Regions from separate parts of the Gasterosteus aculeatus genome. Here region 1 is linked to region 2. A link is a contact called in public Hi-C data. All regions are on one chromosome and are shown on one strand. Each heading gives the region's core, a stretch centred on a gene start, on an enhancer-like site or on the middle of the called end of the contact. The rest is flanking DNA. Distances are from core to core; before and after follow the strand shown.

The links. Hi-C and Micro-C count contacts between places; a contact is called where the count stands out from the background.
Region 1: a contact with region 2 is called in a Hi-C map of skeletal muscle, with 11 times the contacts expected there. The contact joins the enhancer-like site here to the promoter of triob in region 2. A contact is called at or near these places in 5 of 6 Hi-C or Micro-C datasets (blood and trunk muscle, skeletal muscle, tail fin and 1 more).

The regions. Positions count from the first base shown.
Region 1 is chr20:13,681,245-13,684,387 of fGasAcu3.hap1.1, reverse strand. triob (trio Rho guanine nucleotide exchange factor b) reads right to left here. Exons shown (of 61, transcript XM_040166442.2): 14 at 985-1,154; 15 at 544-718. Among protein-coding and RNA genes, the nearest start is that of triob, 42 kb to the right of the region's middle. Within about 2 kb of position 1,832, at least 5 of the 9 cell types and tissues checked have open chromatin away from gene starts, as enhancers often do.
Region 2 is chr20:13,639,427-13,642,320 of fGasAcu3.hap1.1, reverse strand. triob (trio Rho guanine nucleotide exchange factor b) reads right to left here and starts at 1,424. Exons shown (of 61, transcript XM_040166442.2): 1 at 987-1,424. The coding sequence starts at 1,056.

The sequences.
Region 1 (3,143 bases), core at 583-3,082, 42 kb before region 2:
TCTGTGTGCCCTCCTGATTCTGATCCTGCCTGTCCTCGTCTACGGATTACCTGCCTGCCCCTCTGGACTTGTTTGCCTCCTGACGGATCTCCCGGTTTTGACCCTGCCTGAACCTTGATTAAAACCCTCCTGTCTTGTCCATCGTGTACGAGTCGTGCATTTGGGTTCTCCCGTACTCCGGTATCAGTAACCGTGACACCGTCACTCTGTCTGAATTCCTTATAAACCATAAACGCCTTTGTGCTTTGCTTTACACCTTCATTTCTACTTTTCATCCACCCCTTCATCCTGTATGTATGTTTATGAATTCTGTTAAACCTGTCTGTCTTTCATGCTCATTTGTGAAGCTCCATCACCAATTACCCCCCCACCAGATGTCACACGTCCACCATCCTCTCATTCTTCTTCCCTTAACCAGCTGCAATCCTCAAACCCCATCTTCCCCCGCTCTACTTGAGCTCTCACTCTCTGCCCAAACGTTGGAGGATAGAGCAAAAAATACATATTCATCGTGCACCAAGCTTCCATCTACCGCCTACTCACGTCAATGGCATCCCTCTCAAAGATGCGGAGCTGAAGGAAGAGCTCCAGTTTGATCTTCCTTTCTTGGAACAGCTCCTCCATCTGGCCCTGGGCTTCATCCAGCTGCTGCAGCACACTCTCGATGTGGGCCATGGAGCTGTTGTGAGGAGTCTTGTTGCTGGAGATGGCCGAGTCTCTGTGGAGAGAGGTGAAATGTAGAAGATTTACAGGCGTAGTCTATTTCGGCTCAGAGATATGTCGATACATCATTTCCAATGATCACATACTAAATACCAACTTAGGCCTCTGGGCTTTGCGTTCTTTCGTCTGTGTCAATCTAAGTTGTTTGCAGAATTGTTAGGAATGTTGTTGTAATGATGTAACTCTTAACTATTCTGATATATAAAACTTGACATACAGATTAACATACAGATTAGTGTAGCGTGTATTCATTAGGATCACCTGAGCTGCTGTATGAGATCCTCTCCCTCCTTGATGACATTCACAGTGGCCTGCAGGGTGGTCTGCTGCTGCTGGCCAAAACGCTTGATCAGGTCCTGCACAGCTTCCACCGACTCGGCGTACACGTCATCCAGCAGCTCCTTCTGAAGCTCCTCCAACCAGGTCCACAGCTATCGGGTGATTGACAGCAAAGGCAAGCCAGTTAAAATGCAGCACCGTGTAGAGACAACCTCCAGGAGAAAAGAAACAAAACAAAGTTCCCATGCTGAAGGAAGGGGGGTGGGAGGGGCAGATTCACAGAGCCTCGTGAGATGTAGGAATCGATGGACAAGCTTACGAAATGGACTGAAATAGAAATCCAACCAGCTCTGCTCAAAGCTGGTGTTTTGTGAATGGTCACCTTTGTGACAGATTAGCCATCTGGCTGAATTGGCTGAGCGTAACAACGCCCTGGCACGCCATCCGGGCTGCAGGAAAGATACGCTGGCACCCACGGTTTGTCTAACACCCACACTGCGTACTCAACAACATGTTTACTTTTGGTATTGTGACTACCATCGACTCCGTCTCAGGCCAGACTGGTCTTGTGTTGTCAGCGTTTGGTAGGAGAAGCAGTGTGGGCCTTGCTGCTGGTTTGGAGTGATTTTATTTGCGCACTTCATGAACACAAGTGCAGACGAATCCCCCTCGCTTGCAATGTAGTCCATGCTCCGTCTCCGCGGGGAACCGTCCGTTGCCTTTCAACGCGCTGGACTGCGTCCAAGCGCTTCTCTACTACGAGAGGTGACGGGCAGGAGAGCGGAAACATTCACGTGTGCACGCAACGCGCACATGACGACGAGCGGGCTCTGGCACGCGCGGCCGCACAAAGGCTCGCGCATACGCAGCGACTTGCACCAGTGTGAGCTGACAGATGGGATGAAGGAGATTTGCCCATATGGACATTGAGGACTACCTTGATTAATAACGCCACGGCTCTGACTGTCGCGGCGAGTCGGTGTAAACAGGATGTGGTGTTAACAAACGCCGAGCAAAAGTGACATGTCAGTGTGAGTGAGAGGTTAATTTGGACAGTCAAACATGTGTAGCGTATGGCTTGCAACACTTTGAAAGGAATTAGGGGAGTTGTAAAGAAATTAGTACCCCAACTAATTGATGATTCCCTGCTATTTGTAGTTCCTGTTGAAAAAAAAATATATATATTTTTTTTTCAATTAATAACAATATATATATTTATATATATATATATATATATTTAATTACTACTGAAAATAATTACATGGATGATTGGCATTACCACAGAGAAGGCCAAACGCACTGCACAAGGGAGGGAAAGCAGCATACTGACAAACACACACAACCTTACTCTCAATGTGCTGGCAACAACCGGAAACATTTATAATAAGTCATATTTAGTGTTGACGTTTAAAGCAACTAAAAGTTTGGTGTCACACCTGTATGTCGGGTTTTTGTCCTGTCTCCATGTTTGTTTTGTGACTTCCTGTTTTATTTTGGAAATGAACTCTCCTTTCGTCTCAGGTTCCTTGCCCTTCCTCACGTGTCACCTGTCTGATTCTCTTCCCCTGATTCCCGATCGTGTCCACCTGTTCCCACACTTCCCTCATGTGTACTTATAGTCTGCGTCTCCCCTTGTCCTGTGCCAGGGTGTCGTGTCCTTTCGCCTTGCACACCCGCCCCAGGAAGGAATCAAGTCCAGGTCACAGTTTTGTTCGTACGTAGCCACCTTGTCGTCTCCTTAGTTGGCCTTGTGACTCCACAGCTCCTTGATTTAGTTTAGAGCCTTTTTTTGATTGATTGTTTTGTTATTTTCTCTGTAAGAGAGATGTTGTTTTTCCTTTTGGTAACTATTCAGCTTGCTCAGTTTTGCCAGAGCATTTCATCTCTCTTCGGAGAGGTTTTTTGTTCCCAGGGACTTCCCTGTGTTTTTTGTTGGACAATAAAAGCGTCAGATGAACCTCAACCCTGCGCCCGAGTGCTCCTCAAGTTTGGTGGTTTGTTTTTCCTAATGAGTGACGTTATTATTATTTATGTGTCCGTGTGCGTGTTTTGACATGAAATATAATCACAATTGAACACATTTACACAGTTCTGGGAAAGATTCTGGACCTTTTCAGCTCCTCATTAATGATTTGTAGCGT
Region 2 (2,894 bases), core at 175-2,674:
AAAGCCATGTTTTCACACTCCTAGAGATGTTATGTAGGTTAAAAAATAAAATCATAACATACGCCACTCGCTGATGGGAACCATCTTGAGATGTGCCCGAGTAAGATGTACCAATATCAGGGCAAAAACACACTTTTCCCTTAAGAACGGCATTTAAAAAGCAGAATAACACAAAGTCAGAAGGTGACTACACCAAGTATAAGATTATTATGCTCATGTATGCAAATTAATAACAATGACACAACATTAGATAATAACGTTTCTCACAAGCAACAAAGTACGTGACAAAATCCCAGTGCGTTATTATTTGGCTGATATCGGGCAGTAGTAGCAGTAGCCCCTTTCGATAAGTGGCTTATGTTTTGGAGTGATAAGATAAGCAGGCCGATCCTTATTTGTTAGCACGATGCCTGATCATATCACACGGGCCCAGTGCGTTCAGTGCAACGTACTTGCCCATACGTGCATCCATGGCCTAGCCCCTATGCATGCGCGCACCTGGGTTAGGCGGCTGGTGCATGACCCCATGTCCGATTTCAGGACTCCTCCATCCACACATCTCTAGGAATTGAAAACCATTCATAAAATGTGCGACCCGCAGCCAATGGTTTCGTGAGAGATAACATCCTGTAACGACGAAACACTAGTAAAGCGCGAAGAGACAGTAATGCTCCGTACCTTGTGTCATAGTGGCACCCACATGAAATGTGACCACAGCCCCTAATAATGAAAACGTGTTCTGCAGGAGGTGTTATGTGAGCTGCTGTCATCAAATGCTGCAAGATGACAAGTCAGTAGACACAAATGTGCTAAATAACTACTAAGATGTGCGCATTGCCCAGCACCTCCGACGCCCACAACTCGCCCCTGAAACCCGTCCATGCTTTTATCCTTTATATCTGGCAGCAATGTGGCAGACCCCCCCCCCAAAAAAAAGATCACACCGACAGATCCCGGGAGCCGGACTCGCCCCTTCCCCGACTTACCAGATTTGAAAAACGCCGCTATGTCTGCTGCGTCCTTCGCAGCTTCATCCAGTCCCTCCGCTGCGCTCATGGCTGCGGTCGCTCGCGCGGAGACAGCGATGGTTATCCTCACTTGGGTTGTTGTTTTTTGGCTTTATTGTTGCAACAATTATTTATCGGCAAAGGCGGATCCTGACGCCTTTCATTGAAGCAGATCCGGTCATACAATCGGCGCTCTCTTCATTAAGCGAGAGACCTCCTCCTCCATTTTGGCCGAGAAGGGAAAATCCTGGCGACCGATCGGCGGCGCTCCCGAGTCGGGACGTGAGGGAGGGTGAGGAGGAGGCATGGGGGAGGGAGGGGGTGGGTGGGTAAAGGCAGAGGTAACAGAGGAAGGGAGGCGGTCTGAGGGAGGAGGGTTATTCCGTCTCGAGTGGTGGGTGGGGGGTGGGATATCCTGGGATTCCGTTTCGGGGGGTTTTGGTGCATTGTGCGCCACCCAAATGTGTCGTGCGCCACAGCACAGCAGCAGCACCCCCCTCCCATCCCTCCCCCCCATCGTCCCTCACTGCGGTGCTTGCGTGGGAGTCATTCTTCACGGCTGTGTGGCCGAGGAGCCGAAGCCCAGATGTCATGTCACAACAACATCTGCATGCTTTTTTTTCTTTTGGTCGTAGTACCAGTAGTGGTGGTGGAGCAGTTCTCACATCGAACCGTGTCACCGAGGCCCGGAGCCCGATTCACGTGAGAACGTGGCTTTATTATCCCCACGAGGTCACCGACTTCTGCTGTTGCGTTATTTAGTTTCATAAGATGATTGCACGTTGTTCACCGGTGTGATATTTCCTCTGCGCGTGGGACTAATCGCGCTGCAGCGGATAAGAGGATGGCAGGGGCTGTTTCATTTTGCTCTTCATCTCCTAGTGACGAAGATGATGCTACAGTATGAGGTCATTTGCCCCACAAATCTAACCCAGTTCTCACCGACAGCTGCGCCCGAGCGCCTTAAACGAGGAGCGGTGCACTGGCGCCATCTAGGGGGGAGAGAAGGGGGGGGGTCTTACACATCGAACCGTGAACTTCACTAAATAAGCCCCAAAAAATAAACAAACATGTCCTCGATCACATCGGTGCTCAGACGTTCTTCCTCATGGATAATTTTGGCACGGAACTGTGCCGAATCTGTTTGTGCGGGTTTCGTTCCAGGTCGGATGGATGCAGCTGCGCCGCCAGCAGGCGCACGTGGAATTAATTAATTAAGCGCGGCTGCTGTTTCCTGACGCGCTTTGTAAAAAAAAAAAAGAGACTAGAACACAGGCAGAGTCACTGGGGATTCAACGCGAGTAAGTGAAGTTAATCCAACATGTACATCGACATTTTAGTACTTTATTAAGGTAGTTGATCGGTTAGCTCAGTGGTTCCCAAACGTTCTCTGTTGAGCCCTTTGATAATCCAGGAACATTGAAGTCCCCCCATTCCCAAGTGGGTCGTACCTTTTCATGTTTTGAATTAACTGCATTATAATATATAAAACTTAAATATTCGATATTCTTTCTAAAATAAGTACATGTTTTTTCCCACTTGAGTCTTTTTTCTTTTGTTTTCTTTCTTTTCTTTAATGAAAATAGCAATAAAATGTACTTAATTTCTGTACAAACAAGCAGTGAAAACAATATATTTCCCTGCATTTGACCGGAAGGATCATACATTATTTTTTATTTATCTGACATGTTCACATGATTTGGTTCACATAATCACGTGGTTACTCAGTTGTTCACAAGCGGGGTGCTCTCTCTTCTTGGCCGTCCATAGAGCTGCTAGAGCCCAGAGACAGATATGCTTGCTTAATGCTTATATTTTCAAACCTTTTTCCCTTTTTTTGCGTGTCATTGTTGTGGTGGTCGCGTTGCCTGTTACACAGACTTGCAT